Regions from separate parts of the Dromaius novaehollandiae genome. Here region 1 is linked to region 2. Evidence: chromatin contacts called from public Hi-C data. All regions are on one chromosome and are shown on one strand. The core of a region is the stretch at or near the end of the contact, and the rest is flanking DNA. Distances in the headings are between cores, read along the strand shown.

Region 1 (6,563 bases), core at 1,840-4,339, 80 kb after region 2:
ATAAAATGAATTAATACTATCAAACAAACATACAGTTAAAAAGCTGGCTTGTCATCAGCAAAGTAACAAAGTTCAAAGCTTTAGAGTTTTTAAAGATTAGGAGTATATTGTTCTTTAAATTAATGAATAAAGTACATGTTTAATTTCATTTTATCCCACAGAAATCCCCGGTGCATATACATGTATAGCTGTGTATAGTGGTATGAGGATTGCTCACCATGTTATCCAGCCAAGCAATTGTTTTGCTAATTTTGATACCAACAGTGTAGTTAAAATGTAGTTACACACTTCCCTATTGATTCCCACTATTGAATTCCTTCCTTCCCTACTATTCACAGTTTCATATGCCTTTAAACCATTATCCTGGTAATCATTTAGATCTGGACTGTCACTCACACAAGCAGAAGAGCAGTAGGGTTTGAGGTGACACCATAAAGAGAGATGTAGCTGCGTGGGAGGGAGAATAATGGCTGTGGGGTTCTAGTAACAACTTTCCAAAACTGTTGGAGGAATGCAAGTAAAGTAACAGACCTTTGGGTCTAGGTCCCTGCAGTGTCTGTCAGCTTGGAAGGGAAAGTAGTGTCTATCAACTGTAGAACTGGCACAGAATACATTCCCTCTGGATCACTGACAAAAATAGACCATTTGCGATTACTACAACAGGATCCCAATCTACTCCTGTAGAAGTGCTTTTGTATTTTGGCCTGTTTCAAGGCTTTTATGGCTGATAGAAGAATGTCACCTTTATTTTGCTGGTTGTTTTCCAATCCCTGTTCTTCCCCTCCCTAGCCTAAAACTCATTTACCAGCCTAGACTCTTAACTGTAGCATTGATCCCTTCGATTGTTTAATATTCCTTCTGCTAAACTAGGCGTCCTCAAGTTTCGGTGAACCAAAACCACTGTTATGTCTTTTGGCAGACATACAAGTAAAGCCTTATGCCCTGAGAGAGTGTGGCTCTTTTGATCATAACAACATTAACAACGCTCATATGATTATTTGAAATAACAATTTAACTTTAACTTATAAACACTTTTTTTTAATTACCTTGATTACCAGAACTGAAACCTAGTTATTCACCATCTTGTTTCAAGCTTACCACTGAAGTTTATAGCCTATTTTGCCTTTTAAATAGATAATGATTTATTCTTATTGGTGAGTTAGATATTCCTCAAACCATTCAAAAAGGAACCTCAAGTTTTCATATAAGTTGATTCCACATTTCTAAAATGTATGTGTAACGTTTGTTTTTGTTAGATTAAAAAAATTACAGGTCCTTATCAGATGGTAGCTGTGGCACTTCACAGATAAATTAAATTACATGTTTTCCCCAATATACAAGCAGTGTAACTAATTCAGTATAGCAGAGTATAATGGATTGCTCCAAGATGTTTAAGGACAATTTATAAAAGTGTTATCAGATAGGCTTAATGTTGTATGCGCTTCATTTTTTTCATATTTTTGTCAATGTATTTGTTTTGGTTAAGCAGCATTAGGAATGAAAGCTGTATGAAAAGAGTTTGCTGCAGTTTTAAGAAGTTATGAAATCTGTGCCACTTTATGTTAAAACATTGATTTCAGATCCTGTATTTCACAGCAACAGTCAGTCACTTCCGTAGCAAGAAAAATATAACTAAAAAAGCCCAGATCACTGGTCATCAAAAAACAGAATGATTTCATTATTTAGTTTTATTTCCTATCACAGCACATCATACAGTCAAATTATTGTTTCAGCTTTGTTTTTATATAATTCACAAACAAAAAAATCCTGAGCGCCTACCAGATATTTCCATCCATTTTTGTGAATAAAAGAAGAAAAAAGATCATAAGTATACCAGGCATTACGTTTCTGAAGTAATGTTTTGCTTCTGGTAGGGTTTTGAAAAGCTAGATCTAAACTTCATTTATTATTACAGTTTTGTTTAAAAAGTGCACTGTTGCAGGCTTACTTTAATACACTTTTGCATTGAAGTGAAAGGTTGCCAATGTTTCCAAGACTCAGGATTTTAAAATGTAGTGCTATATTCTTTGTGCAGGTATGGAAACGGGCTCAGAGATCCAGCATGCCTCTGGAGGATTCAATAAAAACAGGACAGTACTGGTGACACCTGACTTACCAGGCTTGGTTGGTATTTAAGACATCACTGATGAATTAGTGCCACCTACTGCATGCTTTTGAAAGTAGTATCAACCGCCAACAATACCCTTATCATACTTCATCTATGAGGAACATTTGCACGCTTTGAATATTCATAACTTCTGAAATTCTTCATTATATAATTGAGTTCTCTTCAAGAAAAATCGTAGAAAGTTCAGGAGATAAGGTTCAGTCAGAATCTTAAAAAGGTCAGGAAAAAAAGAGTAAAAGATTTTCCCCAAAGCAACGTGCAGTGCTTGCAAATTAATCACTGCATCCTCGAAAGCTTTGTATCGTTTTTAAGAAATGATAGCGTTGGAGCCTCCTGTTCCTAAAAGCACCTGCTGGTTATAAAATAAATATTGTTGACCTATTTCAAATACTTTTCGATCCCTGCTTTGCTTGTGTTGAACGGAGCGGGTACACGTACTTTCTGAGATCTCTCTCAGCCCACTACCACTCTGAGAAAGTTGTTCCTTCCCCGCTCAGAGGAGGGGAACTACGTTTCCCTTTCTACTGAAACGGGGCTCAACACCTGAGAAGGGGGAGGAGAAGGGTTCTTCGGTCCTCAAAGCTGTTTCAGTGCCTCCCTCCACGCACACACATGCACTCTTTCTTTCGGCGTTGGAAAGAGCCGAGTGCGGGGGAAGACCGGCCCTGGGGAACCTCGCTTCCCCTCGCTAGGGCCCGCGGCAGGCACGGCCGTTACAGTCCGCGCGGCCGTTGGGCGCGAGCGCAGCCCGGCGCGAGCCCATCGCGGTGCGCAGGGCTGCCCTGCCCGGGGAGAGCACCAAGCTAGGGCGGGAAAAGGGCTCAGGGACTGCTCACAGGGACCTGGCAGATAGCGCCGCTACCAGCTGTGCCGTCGCGATGACGTTAAAGACAAACAACGGCGTAGTTCAGCCGTTAGCGCCATCACCCGCTTTAAACCTCCCGCCCGCCAATCGCGGCGCCGGCAGCCGCGCTGCCTATTCGCCGCCGCACTTTCCAGGTGCCGCGGCCGGAGGGGCGCTGGCTGGTCGCGGCCTCACTGCGTTCCCTTTCGGGCCGCCGCTGAGGGTCATCACCGGTCGGCGGCGCCTCGTGTGCTCGGGTCGGCCGCTGGGTTAGTGCCTCCCTCAGCGCGGAGGCGAATCTGCCGCGCTCGTCCAGCCGCTAGCGCAGTTTGGGCGGTTGTCAGGGAGAAACAAGATGGCGGCCGCAGCGACGGAGGAGGACACAGAGCTGCGGGACCTGCTGGTGCAGACGCTGGAGAGCAGCGGGGTGCTCAATAAAATTAAGGTGGGAGGAAGGGGACCCTCGCGTTGGCACGCGCGCCTCGCGAAGCGCAGAGGCAGGGAAGAGCCCCGGCCGGCGCCAGCGGCAGTTAACGGCCGCGCGGGGGGATGGGCTGGGGCTTCGTCCCCTCTCCGTGGCGCGTCTAGCCGGTGTTCCCGGCCGGGGCCTGTGCCAGCGCCATGGCCTGGCGGGGGCGTCGGCCGCTCCCTTAGTGCTCCCCGGCCACTCCGTCCGCTCGGCGGGGAGCCGGGTACAGCGCCTGCCTCGCGAGGTGGAGCCGGTACGTGCTCCCCGCGGGCCGGACGGGAGGCCTGACCGCTGCGTGAAGTCTGTCTGGCGGCCGCAGCATTAGCGAAAGCGCCTAGGTGGGGAGAGGGAGGGGGGCCCGCGGCCGCCGCAGGGATCCTGGCGTCTTGGCTGCGTGCTTTCGGGCCCGCAGACACGCTGTGGTCGCAGAAGCTCTATTGCTCCTCTCCTGCTGCTGCTAAAGGCGCTGCAAACGTTCAGCCACCAGGTCGTGTTGGATGGAGTGGACAGGATTTCTCTCTTATTCGATCGAAAAGTCCTCACTGAAAATTTCAGCCAGGAATCCTTGAGGGTTGCTGCTTAAACACGGCTTCTTCTGTGTATGAGTGAGCTTAAGCTGTGTCTTGAAGGTCTGCTAATCCAGGGAAGCGCCTAGGCATGCTGCCTAGCTACAGGGCACAAATACTGCTACGTTAAGAAGCTATATGGAGGGCAGTGTTGTAGTGGGGTGTAAGGTTTTCTCTGTTGTAGTTGCTTCCATGCCTGTACTGTAGCCTGGGCTTCTGTTAGCAAGAATATGAAAACTGCTTCTTAAGGATTCTTGTTCAAGCAATAACTATTGTGCACAGCAAAGAGCCATACAAACAACAAGCTGTTGGACCCCCTTCTAGGCCAGGAGAGAAATGAAGCTTGAATTTCAAATCACAGATGGTGATATTTTTTTCCCCCAGAATACTATTTGAAGCATTTCAAGAGGTTGCTTATCACTGGCATTTCAGGAACATTTCAGTGACTGAAACAGTTGATGGAAATGAGAGTTTGTGTTTGTGTGTGCGTACAAAGAAAATACAAAGTCACTTTAAAGTCCATTGGATATTTGGCTGGATTCCATAATTTTCAGTAGAATGGTGTTATGTCTCATGGCTAAGGCCATGCACTCTGTGAATTCATAGGGTTTCTTCTTAGTTGTAATTCTTAATTGCCACACTAGTTTGGCTATCTGTTGATTGTTAGTAGCTTATGGAATTTGTTCTGTTGGTACTTGACAAACAGTCCTTTGTCTTCCAGAAGAATTTAGAGTAAACTGGTCTTAAAAGGTTAGCTTCTAATTTAAATTAGATAAAAAACGGGCGCCATGCTTTCCCTGAAATAAATTAAGCATATTTCTGCTCAGTATTGTTTCCTGAACTATTGCATATATGTCAGTATATTATGTGGCAGAATTGAGAAAAAAATAGCAATTGCTTTGCTAATGTGTAGATTTTATACACCGGAATGAGTACTGCTCATTTTCTAAGATCGGTGAGGCTAGAAAGTAAATTGCAGTGATGTGTCTGAGATTTGTAAAAATAGATACATTAAAGAGCAAATTATATGGCTAAAGTACAGCTGAGTTGGTGTGAAGAAAACTCTGGTAAACCTCTGGCAAAACAGGTAAAGAACACTGTGCAAGGATTAGAAATAAAGTGGAATAATATGGACAGATAGAATGTATGAGGCTGTCAGTATTTACATTTGGGAACATATAACAATTACTTTACCAGTCATTACAAAAGAAGAAAACTTATGGTGATACCTTTGTCCTCTAGTACACAATACGATTTTATAATGGATTGCAGTTTTAGGGTTCTGGTTTATTTTGAGGTTAATTTCTTGGGCATATTGGTTTTGATGTAAATTATTTAGCTGGATGATGATGATAATAAAATCTTAGTTACTATGTAGACAAGTCCCAAACAGACTTTTAAATTGTCATACTTTCCTTTGCTCAAAGCCTAAGGTGAGTTTAATGACGTAATACTGTGAAAACTGAAAGATGTGTAAATATATTTGCCATGTCTAGTTGAGAAATTTCCTATCTTTAGACTGCTGCAGATCAAACTGCTTTCTTTTGAATACTGTAAGAATGCTTGTATAAAATGTAATTCTGGATGTTTGTACTTTATTAAAAATTTTTATTGATACTACAAATGTGATGCATGCTGTAGAATTACAGAAGGACTTCTCTCTTGAAGAGCATGTGATCCTTCTCTCTCCTAGGGAAGCTGTCGTCATCTGACCAAGAAGAGTGATTCTTCTTATTGTGTTCCTTTTTCATCTTATTTTATGTTTTTCTTTGTGTCTGTTAATCTTGTTTTTCCAGGAGAAACAAGTTTCTGCCACCTTAGTTTTACCGCATCACTGGAACTTGCTGTTACTATGAATATGGGGGAAATCAAGCATTATAAAAATTGTATGACTAGTAACACTTCTGGCCAGATTATACTGTTCTTGCTAATTTGGTTCAAGAACTAAAAAGTTGAGGTACTGGCAAATAATGTGTTGAGAATAAGAGAAATGAAATATTGTTTGTCAAAATGGTCCGTTAACTGTATTTTTGCAGATCAGTTAAAATTGTCAAACTTGTTTTCTCATGCCCTTTCCATGTATTATAACGCATAATGTCTTTACATGTCTTTGAATTATTAACTATCGTGATCAGTATACTTATTTTTAAAAATAACAATTTAATATTGATTTCAGTTTAACTGAAATTCAACATTTAAATGCGAGTGTGTTGGTACTGCTGTTTTGGATGTATCCTAAGAGTGAGAACTGCTTGGGATATGTGAAGTAAGAGCAGGATAAACTGCAGTAATAGTTGCAGGTATGTAGAACTTACATCTTTTAGATATTTACTACTTCTCCATGATATGAATTTTCCTCTCTATTTTCCAGATGTTTTCTTTTCCTTTATACAGACAGACAGCTTAACATACTGAGCCAGTTAGGGCTGCTTAAACTAAGTTGAAGGATTTTGCCCTGAAGTGGACAAAGAATAGTCATGCAAACTACTGACAATACTCAAAGACGAGAGAATGTCACAGACTTTAAAAGTGGGGAGTGACAGAAAAGGTATCGAG
Region 2 (6,008 bases), core at 3,497-5,996:
GAGGTCACTCAACCTCAGCAAAACCAAAAATAATTTCCAGTAGCTCCACACAATACAGCATCACACCTTAAAGGGAAATCATTGTACCAAGACAGTAAAACCACAAGGTTAAGGAGAAAGGATCATGTATTTTAATAGATAATGATACCAGTACCAGAGGAGCTTCGAGTCATTAGGAACGCTGGAGTCCTGGGGTTTTTAGGGGCTTGTGAAAGTGAATTTCTAAACTGTCCAGAGTTCCTCTATTCACAGACCCAACAAAACAATAAGAAATGGAGAAGACTTGCTGCCGATTCAGACTAGAAAATAAAAGTTATGTCAAAAGTTTTGTAATTTTGTAAGTTAAGGCTAGAAGAAACAACTATGACCATCCACTGCAACAACTCCTGCCTATCACTAGCCATATACTGTCATCCACTTGTGCCTATCTGAAGCCCAGTAACTGGAGTTCAGCTAAAGCATATTTTCTAGAAAGACATTTAATCCTGACTTGGAGAAGGACAATCTATCACTTCCCATTTGTGGTTTGTCCTAGTGTTTAGCCATCCTCACGCCTAGAACCTGGCTGTGGCTTCTAGCTTTTTCACTTGTTTTCAGTTGTTGGTGTTAAGGAGGGAGTATTGGCTTAAGCTTCCAGCTGTATCAGTTCTTGCACCAGCTCTATGACTGGCAGCATCTCAAACTGCTGGCAAACATGATACACTGCATTGTAATGTAGCACTTTTAGACTAGCTCTTACCATCATAAAAATGTTTAAACTTGCATTCAAAGTGACCCCCCAAAAGACCCAGAATGACTGAAGAGAAACTCAGGCTCTCTTGCAGTGATTCATTCTTAACTGGTAAGAAACCTTGACTTTTTTTTCTAGACAAGACAGACCTCTAGTGTTCGACATAGTTACTGCAAGCTTAACTAGTTTACCTTCTAGCTCCAGATGTCATTTCATTGCCCTAGTCATAGGTTACAGAGCAACAATGTGGCAATACCTGGGCAACAGCTTGAAAGCAGAGGTAGCCACACACAAGGATGAGATGAGGTACGCTCCCCACTAAAGCATTTCTTCCGAAAGGGCCATCACCAAGTAAAACCAAACATACTCAGGACCTTATAATCAGCTCCTCTTTGCGTCACTGATACTGCTGCGTAAGATAAGCCGTAGATCTGAGCAAAACGCTTATAAGATGAAAGAGCTGAAAGTCTCCGATGAAAATTAGAAAGACTAACATGAATCCATGTGCCACAAATACCAAAACATCTTACTACAGCTCTGCTTTAGACTGACCTGAATTGACCTCTATGACACTGGGACTAATTTATGTCACTCAGAAGGATTCAGCATCACAAATAGCATTCCACCCTGGCAAAGTTAGTGACAACTGTACCCAAGTAAACTTGTTCCAGTCTCATGATAGTTGTTACTGTGATCTGCAGCACTGGTATATCCCTATGACTGCTTCCAGTGCAGTGCTAGAGTTGACATGGTTATTTAGTTAGGAAATAACTGGAACTTCTTTTCACCTTCTATTTAAATGACAGACTGATTTAAAAAGAAAAAACAGCATAGATCTTAGCTCATACACTCTTTATGCCAGAACTGGATGAAAACAGAAGCTAAAGTACTGATTCTTAGAATAAGTTACGCTGGGAGGGACCTCTAGAGGTCATCCAATCAAACCTCTTGCTCAAACCAGGGCCAACTCCAAAGTTAGATTAAGGCCCAGTCTAATCTGTGGCAGAAATGTCATGATTACACAGCTACTTACTATGAAGAATCAGGGAAGGTGTGCTAAAAGATTACTCCTATGTATTAGCATTTTTGACAGTCCCTCAGTGCTGAACGCCAAAACGTACTCTATAGCATTTCTTTTTACTCAGAACTAACCAACTTCCTAGTTTAAAGAAAAGAGACACAAAATGCCCCATGATTTATCTCACCTTACTTGTTTAACATAGCCCAACGGCATGTCAAATTTGTTCATTTTTCTCCTGACAAGTGTTAAATACATAAGAAACCTAAAGAAAGATGCAGGATTCTCTTGAAAGGAATCAAACCAAAACCACTAGCACAGCTTACTAATTTTATTGCTCTCCTGCAGCACACACATGAAGACTATGTTTGCAGTGTTTAGGGAATGCTTGACTTTAATTTTGAATTCTGTAGCCAAACTTTCAAAACCAGAAAATGACGACACACCATGCTCTGTCTTCTCAGTTTCATAAAGGAAGTAAAAATGGCTGCATCATGAACCTTAAGACTCCTAACAACATCCTTGCTTTTTAACCCCCAGATTTTATCACTTCTGAAACAATGACAACAAAAAGCTAACTAGATTGTGATGTCTCCATTTGTAAGAATGATCAGCAAAACTGTACTGCTAGGTTTTGGGGATGGGACTGAGTTTCAATTTTTTTTTTTTAATGCAGCTGAGGAAGAGCTATACAGAGAACTAAGATAAAATCTTGCAAATAAATATAACTATCCAAGAAGCACCTCAGAGTTATCATCTGCTGCAGACTTGTGCCACATCCAGTTTCTCAGCATAGAAGGATACAATGTGCATATCAAAGTATTTTAGAACATGAATATACAAAATCCATTTGGAAACTCTGTTGGAATCCATGCAATAGCTTAAGTTCAAGACCAGGAATACACTGTTGCCATTGTTAAGTTTCACCCTGTTTTGGGGATTTGTTTCAACTCTCCAAGTCCAGCTCTCCTCCCTTCAGTAATAGACAACTCAACAGTAACCACTAATCAAAGGCACAGTATGGCATTAGTTTTAGTAGTACTGGCATCATATCAATGCCCAAAGTGTGACAGTAAAATCATTCAGGCAGGTCCATCTATAGAAAACATCAGGAGGATGGATGTCTGCCTCATACAATGTGGAAAGTTGTCTTTGATCCTCTGATTGCCTAAACTCAGCCACGCAGGAAAGGAAATCACCACAGGTAAAAGGGCCTCACAGAAAAAACCATCAGGCTCCTGAGGTTGTCAAAGAAGAATAAAGACACTGCACTGCTCACTGGACAGTTGTGCTGGCTGCTAAAAAGATACGAGTGAGGGATATAGATGAGCTCTTTCCTTAGCCTAGATGGTTAGAGCTCAAATTGTTGGAAATCCTTCAGTTAGAGATCTTAGTTTTTCCCAAGTCTCAGCAGCTGCCCATAGTGGATTGCAAGTCCTCACACCCTTCTCAGCTTCAGTCACATTCAGAATGCAAAAGAGGTCTTCTTAGAAGGACATTTAAAAATGAACAACATAGCCAACAATGTTCTGCCACTCTCCACAGGTTGACAGGTGCTTACTGAAGCCACCATCACTGTTTGCAGTGAAATGTAAGATACCAGGAGGAGGATTTGGCCACGTGTTTTCTGTTAGGACATAGAGAGCACCTCTAGCATTCCTTAGCAGGTATCCTTACAAAACAGTGCTGCATGTAGACACTAACTAATGCCCCAGAAGAATCATACCCTCATCACATCACACTATGCACAAGTTAAGAAACTATATGGTGCACCCTACCTCCCTGCTCTGGAGCCTGTCTGGTGATAACAGATGAAGATTTTTGCAGCACATCACTTTATATTCCCCATCCTTAAAGAAATGACAATAGATCTCTGCTGATGTTATCTTTGCCTGAAAGCCGATTTATCCATAGTTATGAAAAACTCAGGTTCTACCCATGAGGGATAGCTAGTCCTCAAATAAATAAGCTTACTTAGGACCTGAAGCACTGAATCAATGGAAATACTTCTTTCCATGTTAAAGGGGATGGAACTGACCACGCGGACTGTTAACTGCCCTTCTGTAGATTATTGAGAATACTGCATAGGCTGACTTTGAACAAGAGAGTATACAAGTGCTTTACCTACCTCCTTAAGTACCTGAACATTGTGCAGTTTCCAGAAAGACTGGGCATCATTCAGTGCTTGATGCATGGATTCTATTCAATACAAGTTAGAAAGACTGACTTGCCAAAATTCTTTGAAGGTTCAGAGATGGGGGGAAGAGGGAAAGATATTATGATCAAGGTGTTGATGAAACTCCTTAAGAAGAGATGGACCCAGCAGAAGGGAGATTCACAAAAGCCAACTTTAGCTTAAAACAGCTAAATTTCCTAGAACTAATTCTAGAGTTGCGGGATTAAAAAAAAAAAAAAAATCCTTGAAAATGGCAATTTGGTACACTTAAACTCCTGCTCTGCAAAAGGCACCCTTTAAAGTCATTTCTTCCATTGACTGAAGTCTCTAAATTTTCTCTTCAGTCTCAAAATGCTAAATTTGAATGTTCTTTATCTGCGTAGTGTTTGCTCCATCCTGCCAACAGCAGCATTATCTGTGTGTCTGTCTTCATACATCCTCTGATCATCTCCTCCCCTCCCCCTACCACTTTCAACAACTCCAGTTTCCTTTCCTTTTTCTCCATGCTTTAAAGATGTGTCACTCCTAAACAACTTCTTCATTGCTGGCCAGCCCCACCTCTGTTATGCTGCAGAACACTAATGCTGTAAAATAACAACATGACCACACTCAGTTTGAGACAACTTCAAATATCATAGTTAAATCAGAGGTGCTATCCCAACTGATAACTTTTCCAATATCAAAGGCTTCAAGTCACCCTAAATTTAAAGTACATTCTTCTGTACTTTTTAAGAGCTTCAAAAGCCATTTGTTCAGTTTTACTTAACTTGCACTAGGCGTCAGTATTGTCTACAATATAGCATGGCTGAAACTAGTTAAGTCACACACAGAAGACCAGTATTTATTAAGTGCAGCACAGTGCTTCCCTCCTTAACAAATAAGGTTCATATTTGTATAGCACTGAGTTTGCAAGAACACAGCCTGCTTTTTGTTGTCACAGAAAAGTGCTAAGTAATAACATGCTTTCTTTTAAAATGCATTTTCTCTCAAAGCTGATCTAGTCTTGCAAAGAGATCAAAGTAAAGCAAAATAAAGGGGGGGGGGACACTGGGGGGAACAACATGTACATATAGCTGCAAAAGCACTCTGCAGTCTGGTTCTCTAAGCACATGAAGCTGACAGACTTCCATGCTTATTTTGGGGGAGCAAGGATTTCCCACTTGTGATTACTGCAGGGGGAAAGAAAAGCAAATAAAAGCTGTTTTGCAAGAAACAGAACTAACAGAGGCTGGTTTTCAACAGATTTATAGCCATTGTCCCTCACACTCCTTCCTTCTCTTTTCCTTTTTTGGAGGGTCACAGAGACACGCAAGGAAAAAATATATGCTAACTGATCAGACAGCACGTACCAGCCCGTTGGCTGTTGCCAAGTGGAATTCTGCCTTTTCCTCCCCTGGTAGGGCACTGTTTTGAGTCTCTCACCTCCCCTCATCTGCTGATTTTCAGAAAACTTGAGAATAGGGATGTCTCTAGGGTGCCTACCCCACTTTCAAGTCTGACTGAAGCTGGCCATATTTAAAAATTACTATTGGAAGCATACTGTCAGGGCAGTCATATAAGTCTTGTCCTATTAGGAAAATACTAAGGATTTACCAAGCAAAACACTATTGTTTGCACTGATTAAGTTCAAAACCTGTCAACCTTGACATCTTTTAACAACAAACTGCTGCACAATTGTTTGCTTACAGGGCAGACAATATCAGAGTATGGGAATTTTCAGTACAATTCTTTAAACAAGAATCATCTTTTTCCCCATGGAAACAGACTGTGGGTATGTCTACACTGCAATTAGAATTTGACTGCAGGATTTTTGCTAGCTTCAGTCTAAGTAGCTCAAGTCAATATAGCAATGCTTGCCAAAATAGCATGGACTAGGCTCTTCAGAAGCTGAGTACACACCAATTAGTCAAAGTTTATGTTGTCATCCCTTAGCTTCTTTTCATACGGAACTTAACCTATCCCAGCAGCCTCTTAAGACACGTACATTGCCCTCTCTGAAATTACTTCAGTGTTCGTTGTTCAAAAACCTAATGTATCAGAATGACTTTAAAAGATATCTTTTTCCCCTCCTCTAAACAGAGTCA

The links. Hi-C and Micro-C count contacts between places; a contact is called where the count stands out from the background.
Region 1: a contact with region 2 is called in a Hi-C map of brain, with 6 times the contacts expected there. The contact joins the promoter of CEP43 here to the enhancer-like site in region 2. A contact is called at or near these places in 2 of 4 Hi-C or Micro-C datasets (brain and liver).

Annotation. Positions count from the first base shown.
Region 1 is chr3:78,938,518-78,945,080 of bDroNov1.hap1, forward strand. CEP43 (centrosomal protein 43) reads left to right here and starts at 3,090. Exons shown (of 12, transcript XM_026109876.2): 1 at 3,090-3,417. The coding sequence starts at 3,328.
Region 2 is chr3:78,857,240-78,863,247 of bDroNov1.hap1, forward strand. All of the region lies in intron 2 of RPS6KA2 (ribosomal protein S6 kinase A2), which reads right to left. Among named protein-coding and RNA genes, the nearest start is that of RPS6KA2, 20 kb to the right of the region's middle. Within about 2 kb of position 4,747, at least 2 of the 2 cell types and tissues checked have open chromatin away from gene starts, as enhancers often do.